Linked DNA regions of Sus scrofa: region 2 is linked to region 1. A link is a contact called in public Hi-C data. All regions are on one chromosome and are shown on one strand. Each heading gives the region's core, a stretch centred on a gene start, on an enhancer-like site or on the middle of the called end of the contact. The rest is flanking DNA. Distances are from core to core; before and after follow the strand shown.

Evidence for each region. A called contact is a pair of places that touch in the nucleus more often than the background predicts.
Region 2: a contact with region 1 is called in a Hi-C map of embryonic fibroblasts, with 5 times the contacts expected there. The contact joins the promoter of TCEAL1 here to the promoter of TCEAL4 in region 1. A contact is called at or near these places in 1 of 5 promoter capture datasets (liver), 5 of 47 Hi-C or Micro-C datasets (embryonic fibroblasts, epiblast stem cells, fetal heart ventricle and 2 more) and 2 of 2 datasets of contacts at active chromatin or transcription factors (alveolar macrophages and skeletal muscle).

Annotation. Positions count from the first base shown.
Region 1 is chrX:84,472,816-84,477,869 of Sscrofa11.1, reverse strand. It overlaps TCEAL4 (transcription elongation factor A protein-like 4), which reads right to left and starts at 2,638. Exons shown (of 3, transcript XM_005657895.3): 1 at 2,499-2,638; 2 at 1,850-1,922; 3 at 490-1,483. The coding sequence starts at 1,461. The coding sequence ends at 781.
Region 2 is chrX:84,516,539-84,521,592 of Sscrofa11.1, reverse strand. TCEAL1 (transcription elongation factor A protein-like 1) reads right to left here and starts at 2,594. Exons shown (of 3, transcript XM_003135265.5): 1 at 2,489-2,594; 2 at 1,983-2,050; 3 at 573-1,606. The coding sequence starts at 1,594. The coding sequence ends at 1,115.

The DNA of each region.
Region 1 (5,054 bases), core at 1,389-3,888:
CCAGGGGAGAGTGGCCCCCACCTCTCAGCTGTCTGGACTTACTTATGGACACATACGAGACCTCCCACATCCCTCTGCCATTTGATGGGGTTCTGGTCCTGCTCGTGCAGGAGAGAGGGCAGGAGCCAGCCCAACACAGCTCACACACTCAGGGTCTCATCGGATCTTCACCACAGCCCTGGAAGGCAAGTTCTAGCCCCAATTCACTGATGACAGGACTGTCCCTTACGACAATGGATCTGTAATAGTTGCCATGTTGATTCTTCCAGCTTTGAGTCCCAGAAGTAATGTGAGTTTTACTTATCATTTCATGTCCTGACAACAGAAATGTTGTGTCTCCACTGCCTGCATGAGCTCACTGAACAGTACTTTTGATTGCTTGGTATTGCTTTCCTATTTTTTAATTTCATTATTCTCATGACAAAAGTAATCTGTGTTTTTTTAAGAGGACAGATAGATAAAAAACAACAGAAAAAAATCACCCACAGATAACCACTGTTAATCTTTTAGTAGACAGCTTTAGGAGTTGTTTCTGTACATGGATCACTAGGTAACTATCTTTGTAGTTTTACAATAATGGACTGATAGCATATATATGGTTCTGCAAACTAGGGTTTTTTTTTAATTTTACAATGCACCATAAACATTTTTCCATGCAATGGATGAAAATCTGCTACTGAAACAGAGGGCTGTGATTGGATAATGATAATGACACCTAAAGCATAGTATTAGGATAAGGTTAAATAAAGCACAAGGCTTTGCAAGTGCCTGCCAGGGGCACTACACAAATGGAATGTCTTCAAAACCCCTCTGTGGGGCCCTGCAGCCACCCCTGAGTTCCCTTGGGCCCCTGGGGTGGAAGGGGTCCTGTAAACTTTTTTGCATCCACATAAACCCCCCTAGTTTCTGTCTGGTTTTCTTCACCTCATCCTCCACTCTGGCCATCTCGTCAAATTCTCTTATCATCTCCTCATTGCTCAAATGCATATCGTGTATGGCCTCCTTGTATTCCTTGAGACACTGAGCCAGCCCCTTGTTGGTTTTTCTTTTGGCCTTCCTGGGTATATCATCCCCAGCTGGGCGCTTTCCTGCAGCCCTTGGCTCGCTGGCTGGCTTTTCTTCTTTGGGCTTGCCCTCACTCACTGGCTTTCCCTGGCTCTCTGGCTTTGCCTCACTCTCTGCTTTTCCTTCTTTTGGTTTGCCCTCGCCCACTGGCTTTCCCTGGCTCTCTGGCTTTCCTTCTTTGGGCTTTGCCTCACTCTCTGGCTTTTCCTTATCCTTTAGAACTTCCTCATCTTCTGGCTTTCCCCTGTGATCTGTCCTTCCCTTGTTTTCTAACTTTTCCTTGTCTGCCACGGCACAAGCTACTCCTGGCTTTCCCGCATCCTGTGGCTCTTCTTCCTCTTCCATCTTTCCATGGTTCTCAGGCTTTCCTTCATTTTCATTGCAGAGTTTTTCCATGTTGAGATGTCCCCTCTTTCTCCTGTCCTGGGGGTGGGGTAGGGGGAAGAGAAGACAAAGAGGAGACAAGGGAGACTGAGGGCTGGGGGTGGACTGCAGGTTGGGATGGTAGGATTTGCTTCTCGCTCCTTTCTGGGATCCCCAGACCTGGCCCAGCCCTCCTAGTGTGCCTTCTGCCCACCCTTTACCCCACCATTCCTCCCACACACAGGAGCCAATCATTTCTGTTGCAGGCCCTGCCATTTTCCCCCAACGTTTGCTCAGCATGGCAGAGTGTGTGAAGATGTGTTGGGAAGTGGACAGCGGGGTCCCCAATTCTGCCCAGGCCGCGCCCTCCGCACTCTGCACCCCTCTGGGTCGCTGTCCAGTGCTCCCCTACTTCACTGACCTGCGGGGATTCTGGACAGGCTCCTCGTCTTTATGGAGCCCAGCACGGTGCTGGGAACAACAGCCTCACAGACCTGCAGACAGACAGGAGACCGCGGCTGGGCGTCCGGTGGATGCACAGGGACTTGGGTCCCTTTCCTGAATCCCGGCCCTCCTCGCCCAACGTCTCCCTCCCCCATCTCCTCCGCCCCCCCGCACCCCAGCCGCCATTTCTTTTCACGCCTCGGGCGCCAGACTAGGATGTTTTCCAAACTAATTTTGGATCTCTGCGCCCTTCTACCCCAGAGGCAACTCGCCTCTCCACCCTTGAGGTCAACTTTTTACTCTACGGACGGAGTGGCAGAGGGGGGTTATTTCCACTGTCTCACTGCTGGGGCGACCCCCAACTCCCGATCTCACGCTCCAAAATGGACGGAGGGCAGAGAAGAGGAGGTGCGGAAAAAGGGAGAATGAGTACTTGGGGTGTCTGCCTTCCCCACCCTCCGCCCAACGGCCGCTGGATCCCCCTTAGCCGTTTTCCCACCGCCATCTCTATCTACACTCGGGCCAGCTCCCCGCGACCCGGACCCTATTCCCAATCTTTTTCCTTTCCCTGCTCGTTCCTCCTCTCCCGGTGTCCCGCAGGCAGCGACGAGAGCTCTCACACTGACCTGAAAAAACCTGGAGCAACAATTAGGGGCTCGCAGACGGCTCCGGGTCCGACCGCAGGGAGGGAGGGCGGGCACCCGGACCGGTGCCCACTTCGGCGCCCGGCGGTCACGTGACCGTCGCGTCACCTGAGCTCCGCCTCCGCACCCCGCCCACCAGCGGGCATCTGCCAGCTGCCCGCCGCCTCCCTCTGGCAGGTCCCCCCGAACCTCTCCTGGCCCTTTTGTCCTTTTCCTTCTTCCCGAGAAGATGGTCGAGGAAGGAATTTTAATAAAAACCACAGGAGCTTTTTTTTTTTTTTTTAATGGGTTGGGCGGTTCGGGGGTGGAGTCTTGAAAACGTTCCTCTTAAATTACATTGAAAGACGGTACAAACAGTAGAATGTTGCACTTCAGAAAAAAACTAGGAAAAACGTTCCCGTTAAAGTGAAATTATCCCTTTTCCCTGACATGCACAAATTTTCTGAGTTAAATATTTAGATCTAAAAATTAAATTATATTTGAAGCAGAATGAAAGAACGATTCTTTTTCTTCCCCCCAAGGGAGAGACTGAATACATAACGGACAATGAGCAGACCATATATGACAATAGAATTATGACCCACAACCTCTGTAGCAAGCAGCCCCAGAAGCCAAACCCCAGTCTTTACAGCAATCTTCAGGATTTGATCAATGACTGCCAGACTCCTTATTTTTGCTTTGCCAACTAGAGAAATCTAAATATGCTTCCCAAATCAATCACATTAAATGAGACTGCTTCTAGCTACATGCCTCCAGTTTTTCCATGCCAACGACGTCCAATCAGTGAAAACTTGGTCTTCCCCTTTTCACTCCAAAGCTTTCCCATTCCCCTGCTTGCCTTTAGTCTCTGCCAAATACAAGTTATGGTGGCTAGCTCCCTTGTTATAACAAGCTCTGAATAACCAGCCTCTGCTTCTACATAAGCTTTTTGTATGGAAGGCCTTTAAAAATGTAGTAACAGAGAGAAGAACAGATAAGGACAGCGTTGATGGATTTGATTACATAAAAACGTGTACCAGATTTGTTAAGGGATTGGGGACATGCATTCTTCCCTGCTCTTGTTGATTGTGTTGGTGAACATCATCTGAAGGGCAACTTTGTAAATTGCTTAAAAATAAAAATATTTGATATTTCGGTCCAACAATTCCACATCTAACATTTACCCATGGAGATAATAAGGTGCTAAAATATAATCTTATGTTTTAAAACATTTTATTGTTATCTTTGGGTGTTTGGTTAGAAAAATAATCCTTTTATGTTGAGTGCTCAATAGTGGTAAAACTAATTATTAGCTATCCATAATCCCAGGTTACTATGGATGGTGGGACACAAAGGATAACCTCAGGATGTAGTATTGCCCTCTAGAAAATACCACCTTTGTGCTAGGTGCCCTGCTAGCTGTCTTGTCTGATCTGTGTGGGTTTTCATTTATACTGGAAGGAAGAATTCATACTTTAATGAAGCAGAATGATTTATAAAGCTACGATCTTTTTTTTTCTTTTTCTTTTTATGGCCGCACCTCTGGCAAATGGAAGTTCCTAGGCTAGGGATCTAATTGGAGCTGCAGCTGAAGGCTATGCCACAGACACAGCAACACTGGATCCAAGCCACAGCTATGATCTGTGACCTACGCTGCAGCTTGCAACAAGGCTGGATCCTTAATCCACTGAGCAAAGCTAGGGATCGAACTCTCATCCTCAAAAACACTAGTTGGGTTCTTAACCCACTAAGCCACAACAGGGAACTCCACAAATGAATTTATTTTAAAAGTCCAAGACTATAAAATATTGTCGAATGAAATTAAAGAATACCTAAAGAAATGGAAAAATAGCCTGTGTTCATATTGGAAGACTTCATATTGTTAAGATGGGCAATAGTTCCTAAACTGATCTGCAGGCTCAACAGAATCTCTGTCAAAATCTCAGATGGTTTCCTTGCAGAAATTGACAAGCTGATCCCAAAATTCATATGGAAATGCAACGAACTCAGAATAATCAAAACAATCTTGAAAAGGAAGGATAAAATTTGAGGCCTTACACTTCCTGATTTCAATTCTTACTATTAAGCTGTAGGAATCAAGACAATGTGATACTAGCATAAGGACATATAGACCAAAGGGATAGAATTGATAGTACAGAAATGAACCCTCACATTTACAGACAATTGATTTTCAACCAGAGTGCCTAGAAAATTTAGTAGTGGAAGAAGAGTCTTTTCAACAAATTATGGTGGAGAGGAGTTCCCATCATGTCGCAGCAGAAATGAATCCGACTAGGAACCATGAGGTTGTGGGTTCGATCCCTGGCCTTGCTCAGCGGGTTAAGGATCTGTCATTGCCATGAGCTGTGGTGTAGGTCACAGACGTGGCTCAGATCCCAAGTTGCTGTGGCGTAGGCTGGCAGCTGTAGCTCTGATTAGACCCCTAGCCTGGGAACCTCCATTTGCCCTGGGTGTGGCCCTAAAAAAGGACAAAAGACAAAAAAAAAAAAAAAAAAAGAAAGAAAGAAAGAAAGAAAAGAAAAGAAACAAATTATGGTG
Region 2 (5,054 bases), core at 1,345-3,844, 44 kb before region 1:
CGATGGGAACTCACAAATTCTTTAGGACAGAGAGGTTTAAGCAGCAGTGGGACAGTATCCGCCTGGATGGGTGTAATATGAAAGCCAGAGGAGGGGCGTCCTCCCTCTATCTGTCGGAGACAGTTCAGCTTTGGCCCAGTGAGGACTGGAGAGCAATCAGGAAAGCTTGGCACCTGGAGGACTCCAGCATTTCAGCTGCGAAGGGGGACATGGAAGGAGCAGGACCTGGGAGAAGGGGCAGCTGTGCCCAGCAGACATGGCGGCATCCAAAGGAAGAGAGGAATGGGACAGGTATAGAATGTGGCACTCACTTGGAATTGCCCAGGATTTGTGAGTGCAAATGCGACCTCTTTTGGGTACTATCTTCTGGATTTGAAAGGAATCTATAGGCCCCAGCATGTTCAAGTAAGTGAAAAAAGAGCTCCCAAGACCTTTACCTCATTTGGTTCCGCAGCAGCCTCATAAATCAATCAAGTCCTATACCTATTTCGATGAGAAAAGAATGACCCTTAAATATATTGAGTACTGGTTTATATTTCTGCCTAAGAGATTCAGAAAAAAACGGGATTTACTTTCTTTTTTAAAATTCTGACAATTATTTATTAAGTGCCACATTAAGTCTTCATAAGCTGACAGTTTTTTAAATTGCTTTACAATTTTTTCCCATTATATTGGGGTTTTTTTGCAACACATGTAAAATGTGTTCCTCTTGAAAAAAAATGAGAAATTCAATTGAAGCAAAAATGAAAAATCAACCTGTTATCTTACCACACAGCCACTGTTAAGCCTTCGAAGTATATATTTTCAGTTTTTCTTTGCATATTAATATATAAATATACATTTTTACAAAATGGGATGCTACATATACTTTTTGAAAACCGCTTTTTTCGCTTCACAATATATAATGTACATCTTTCCATGCAAACGGAGGAAACTCATCATTGAAAGAGGGGGACTTGCAGGTGGGGGGGCAATTTTATGCCAGTTACAAGCGAAACACCTCAAAGCCACGCGCAAAGTAAAAATGATGAAGATGGGCTAGGATAGTTGAGAAAAAGCAAAGTTCGGGTGATAATCCTTGGATCAGGCAAAACAGAATTAAAGGCCGAACACGTTAAATGGGATAAGGGCGGTTCCGCCTTGCCTTCCAGTGCATGATCATCAACTTGTTTCGGACTCGCTTCATCTCTTCCATCTCCTCTGCTACCTTTATCATCTCCTCGTTGCTTAAATTTCTACCGTGTATGTCCCCTCTAAATTGCGGGCGGGAGCGAGCCAGCCTTTCTTTAAAGCTCCCCTCTTCTAGCTTATGTTTGCCCACCCCGCAAGGAGGCTGCTCCATGGGAGGGCGCTCCTCAAAAAGGTCCTTCCTAGACAGGCGCTCCTGCGGAGGGCGCTCCTCCGACACGAGCATCTCTGGAAGGAGCTCGGGAAGGAGTTCCTCGGGAAAGAACTCCTCCTCCGAGGACTGCTCGTCCGAAGACGCCTCCTCCGGGGACGACTTTTCGGGAGAGTGATCCCCAGGAGGCCGCTCCTCATCCGACCTGGGCGAGCTCTGTGGCTGCTCCTCAGGCTCTTGGCAGGCTTTTTCCATGATCGGGATGGTCTTTTTTAAGCACAGTTATTCACAGGAGACAAGAAAGGCAGAGGCGAGTCAGAATCTGGGGCGTCTGGACCCAAACCCCGCCCACGGGTTCCAAAACCTGCCTCTTCCCGAGTCTGGGCCCAGGTCCTCCAACCTAGGTTGTCGGAGAGGCTCTCCGGCCCGGGGCACTGGGCCGCGTCGGGTTCCGCACCTCCCCCGCCTCCGCACCTTGTCGCCCCCTCCTCCCCGAAAGCCCACCATTTTCCCGGCAGGCCTTGCCGCACAGGCCTCTCCCGCCGCAGCAGGGGCGGGGCGGGCCACTGGGGCCGCGGCCCCGGCTCCCTCCAGCGCCCTCGCTCACACTCCAGCCCCGTCCGCTGCCCACCCCTTCCCCGACCTGGACCTCTCCCGGCGGCTGGCTCCTAGGCGTCCCCTCTTCGAGGTGCCCCGCCGTGACCTTCAGACCTGCAGACAGACGCCGAGACAGGGTAGGGGGCGGGGAGCGGGGAGGAGGGAAGGACTGCCACACACGCCCCTTTTCTGGGCACCAGCCGCCGCCCCCACGCCGGCCCCCGTCTTCTTCCCCCCACCATCTCAAAGCTTCGTCCTCCTTGCCCTCCCTGCGCCCCCCCCCCCCCATGCTCGTCATTTCTTTTCAGGCGGTAAGTGGAAGCGAAGGATTTGCTTAGACGCTATTTCTAAGTGTCCGTGTTTCCTTCCCGGGGGTGGGTGGCACTCACCTCCCCACCCCACCCCTTAAACCACCAATTTCTGCACCGAAATGTGGGCGCAGGGGGCGGGGCTGGGCACGGGGAAAGGCCTGGACGCTGTGCCATCTCAATCCCTGGGGTTACTGGGCAGCACCGACACTCACACCGATTTAAGAGGGCGGAGGGGACTTACTTCCTTCTGCTTTTCCCCTCGAGCAAAGGGCAATAGGCAGATGGTGTCTGGACAGGCAAAAAGGACCAGGGCGAGAGGGACTTGGGCAGACACGGGCTCTGGTCACGTGAGGGCGGCGCGTCACCGCCGAGCTCAGATCCCCAGTTACCACTTTGACCGCCGGCCGAGCTGCAGCTACCAGCCAGTATTTCCTGACCCCCAACACACCAGACCCACAAACTCACCCTTCTTTGTTTATATTTGCCTTTTCCTAGTTACCGGAGCCGGTCAGCATCCAGTCTTAAGGGTTATTGCCTCGTCCTCTCTGCCTCTTCCCCTGATAACGCCTCTCTCCCTCATTCTCCTGTCATCAGCTACCAAGGCCCACTATTTCCACTACGGATCCTGCACTGAAATTTTGACTATTTCTTCTTAATGAGTCACCATCATATGCCACCTCTTCCAGTTTTAAACCACATCCATAACTCCATCATGTCCATGTAGCTCTGTCAACAAGGTTTTCATCTCTTGTCACTTTCATGGGAGATACACTTTCACTTGACTTCATGGATTTTCTTAAGTCTCCAGATCTAAATCACAAATAGAAGTTCCAGTCTAAATTAGTAATCATTCAGTTTTAGAACTCTATAAAGAGTAAAGTTTGTGAGGTACATAAATCTAAAATTGCCCGAGTACTTTATCAGAAATCAAAATACACATGTGTGCATCTGAGTACAAATAGTTTGAAAACTTATCTAAAATGGGAGCATTTTTGGTGGAGAGCATGGAGTTTCTATATATGTATTATGTATTTATATATATTACATATGTATTATGTTATATGTGCTATATATATACTATTCAGTAATTATTATTTATTATAGAAGAAGGACATTTTGATGGGACCCTAAATCTTTAACCAACAACCTGCTGGTGTTACTGGTTGAGGAAGTTTATATTAATTCATTGCATATGAATGAATATGTGGGTCCTAGGACTGCTACACCTGGAAGATAGATTCAGCATAGACGAACGACATTTATATTAAACTATGCAACAATTCTGTGGACCAAACACAGAGCAGCAGGATTAAAATCATGCTAACATACACAGTTGTTATTACAGCATGTACTTTTGGATCTAAGGGTGTTTTATGATCTTCAACAACATGCCTGCATCTCATTATCAGCTTGGATTCTATTTTCACATGCAAATGCCCTTTCTTCCAGAGAGAAGACTATACCTCACCTCTCTGTATTTTACACTTTCAGGGTAGGTGACCATTAGGTTGGTGAGGATCCTGGGCTGTCTAGTAAGTTTCCAAACAGAAATTCGTAGGTGGAATTTCCCATTTTAAGAGCTTTTTGTTGGAGTTCCCACTGTGGCATAGTGGGTTAAGAATGCAACTGCAGCAGCTGGGGTCACTGCAAGGATGCAGGTTCCATCCCTGACCAGGCACAGTGAGTTAAAGGATCCAGCGTTGCTACAGCTGCAGCACAGGTCACAGCTGCCACTTGGATTCAATCCCTGGCCTGGGGAACTTCCATATGCCTCGGGTGCAGCCGTTAAAAAAAATTAAAAAGAGCTTTTTGTTGTTTTTCTCCAACACCTAATTTGCTTTGAGATAGCAGCAAGATAAATATTAGCTCACCTTTATATCTTTTCTATAACTGTTTTGCTTTTCAGTTTTTCAATGATGTGTGTCTTTTAAATCAAGTTTCACTATACCTTCTTTATTCTTTTCACCAAGGGTTGGCTTCATGATTTGTATAGTTTCTTTCCAAGAGGAGCATCATTCATTCATTCATTCATTTCTATATTTTTTTTCCTTACATCCTGCGATGGAGAATTCACTACCTTAAAAGACACTCCATTAAAATTTCAAACAGTTCTAATCATTTTTTTTCTTTGAGTTGAAATCTGCCTCCCAGTAGATTACATTCATTGCTCCTGGTTCTGCCCTCTGGAGTGTTACAAAGCAATTATAAAATACAAAAGTGCCTTTCACCCTTGACAGCCTGACATTGCCAAAGTGAATGTCCTGTTTCTTTCCCCTGCCCATCTGTGAGACACACTGGGCAATATACTTGACCTTTCTGTAACTCTACTGCCTCATCTGCAAAATTAGAGACATACTAGTACCTACTTCATAGGATTCGTAAGAGGAATAAATGAGTCAGTATGTGTAAAGGACCTGGGGTAGTGCCTAGCAGAAAGAAAGCACTCTGTAAATGTTAACTATAATAATAGTAACAATAATGAGTATGACATAGTGCTAATAATACTGTTATCATTCTTTTATTATTAACATTAATGCCAGACACTGCACTAAGCACTTTTTTTTTCTCTTTTTGGCCATACCCACAGCATGTGGAAGTTCCCAGGCCAGGGATCAGACCTTTGCCACAACAGCAACTTGAGCTGCAGCATTGAGAACACTTGGTCCATAACCCACTGAGCTACAGAGGAACCCTGTACTAGTCACTCTTTTTTTTTTTTTTTTTTTTTTGCTTTTTTTAGGGCCACACCCATGGCATATGGCGGTTCCCAGGCTAGGGGTCAAATCGGAGCTACAACTGCTGGCCAC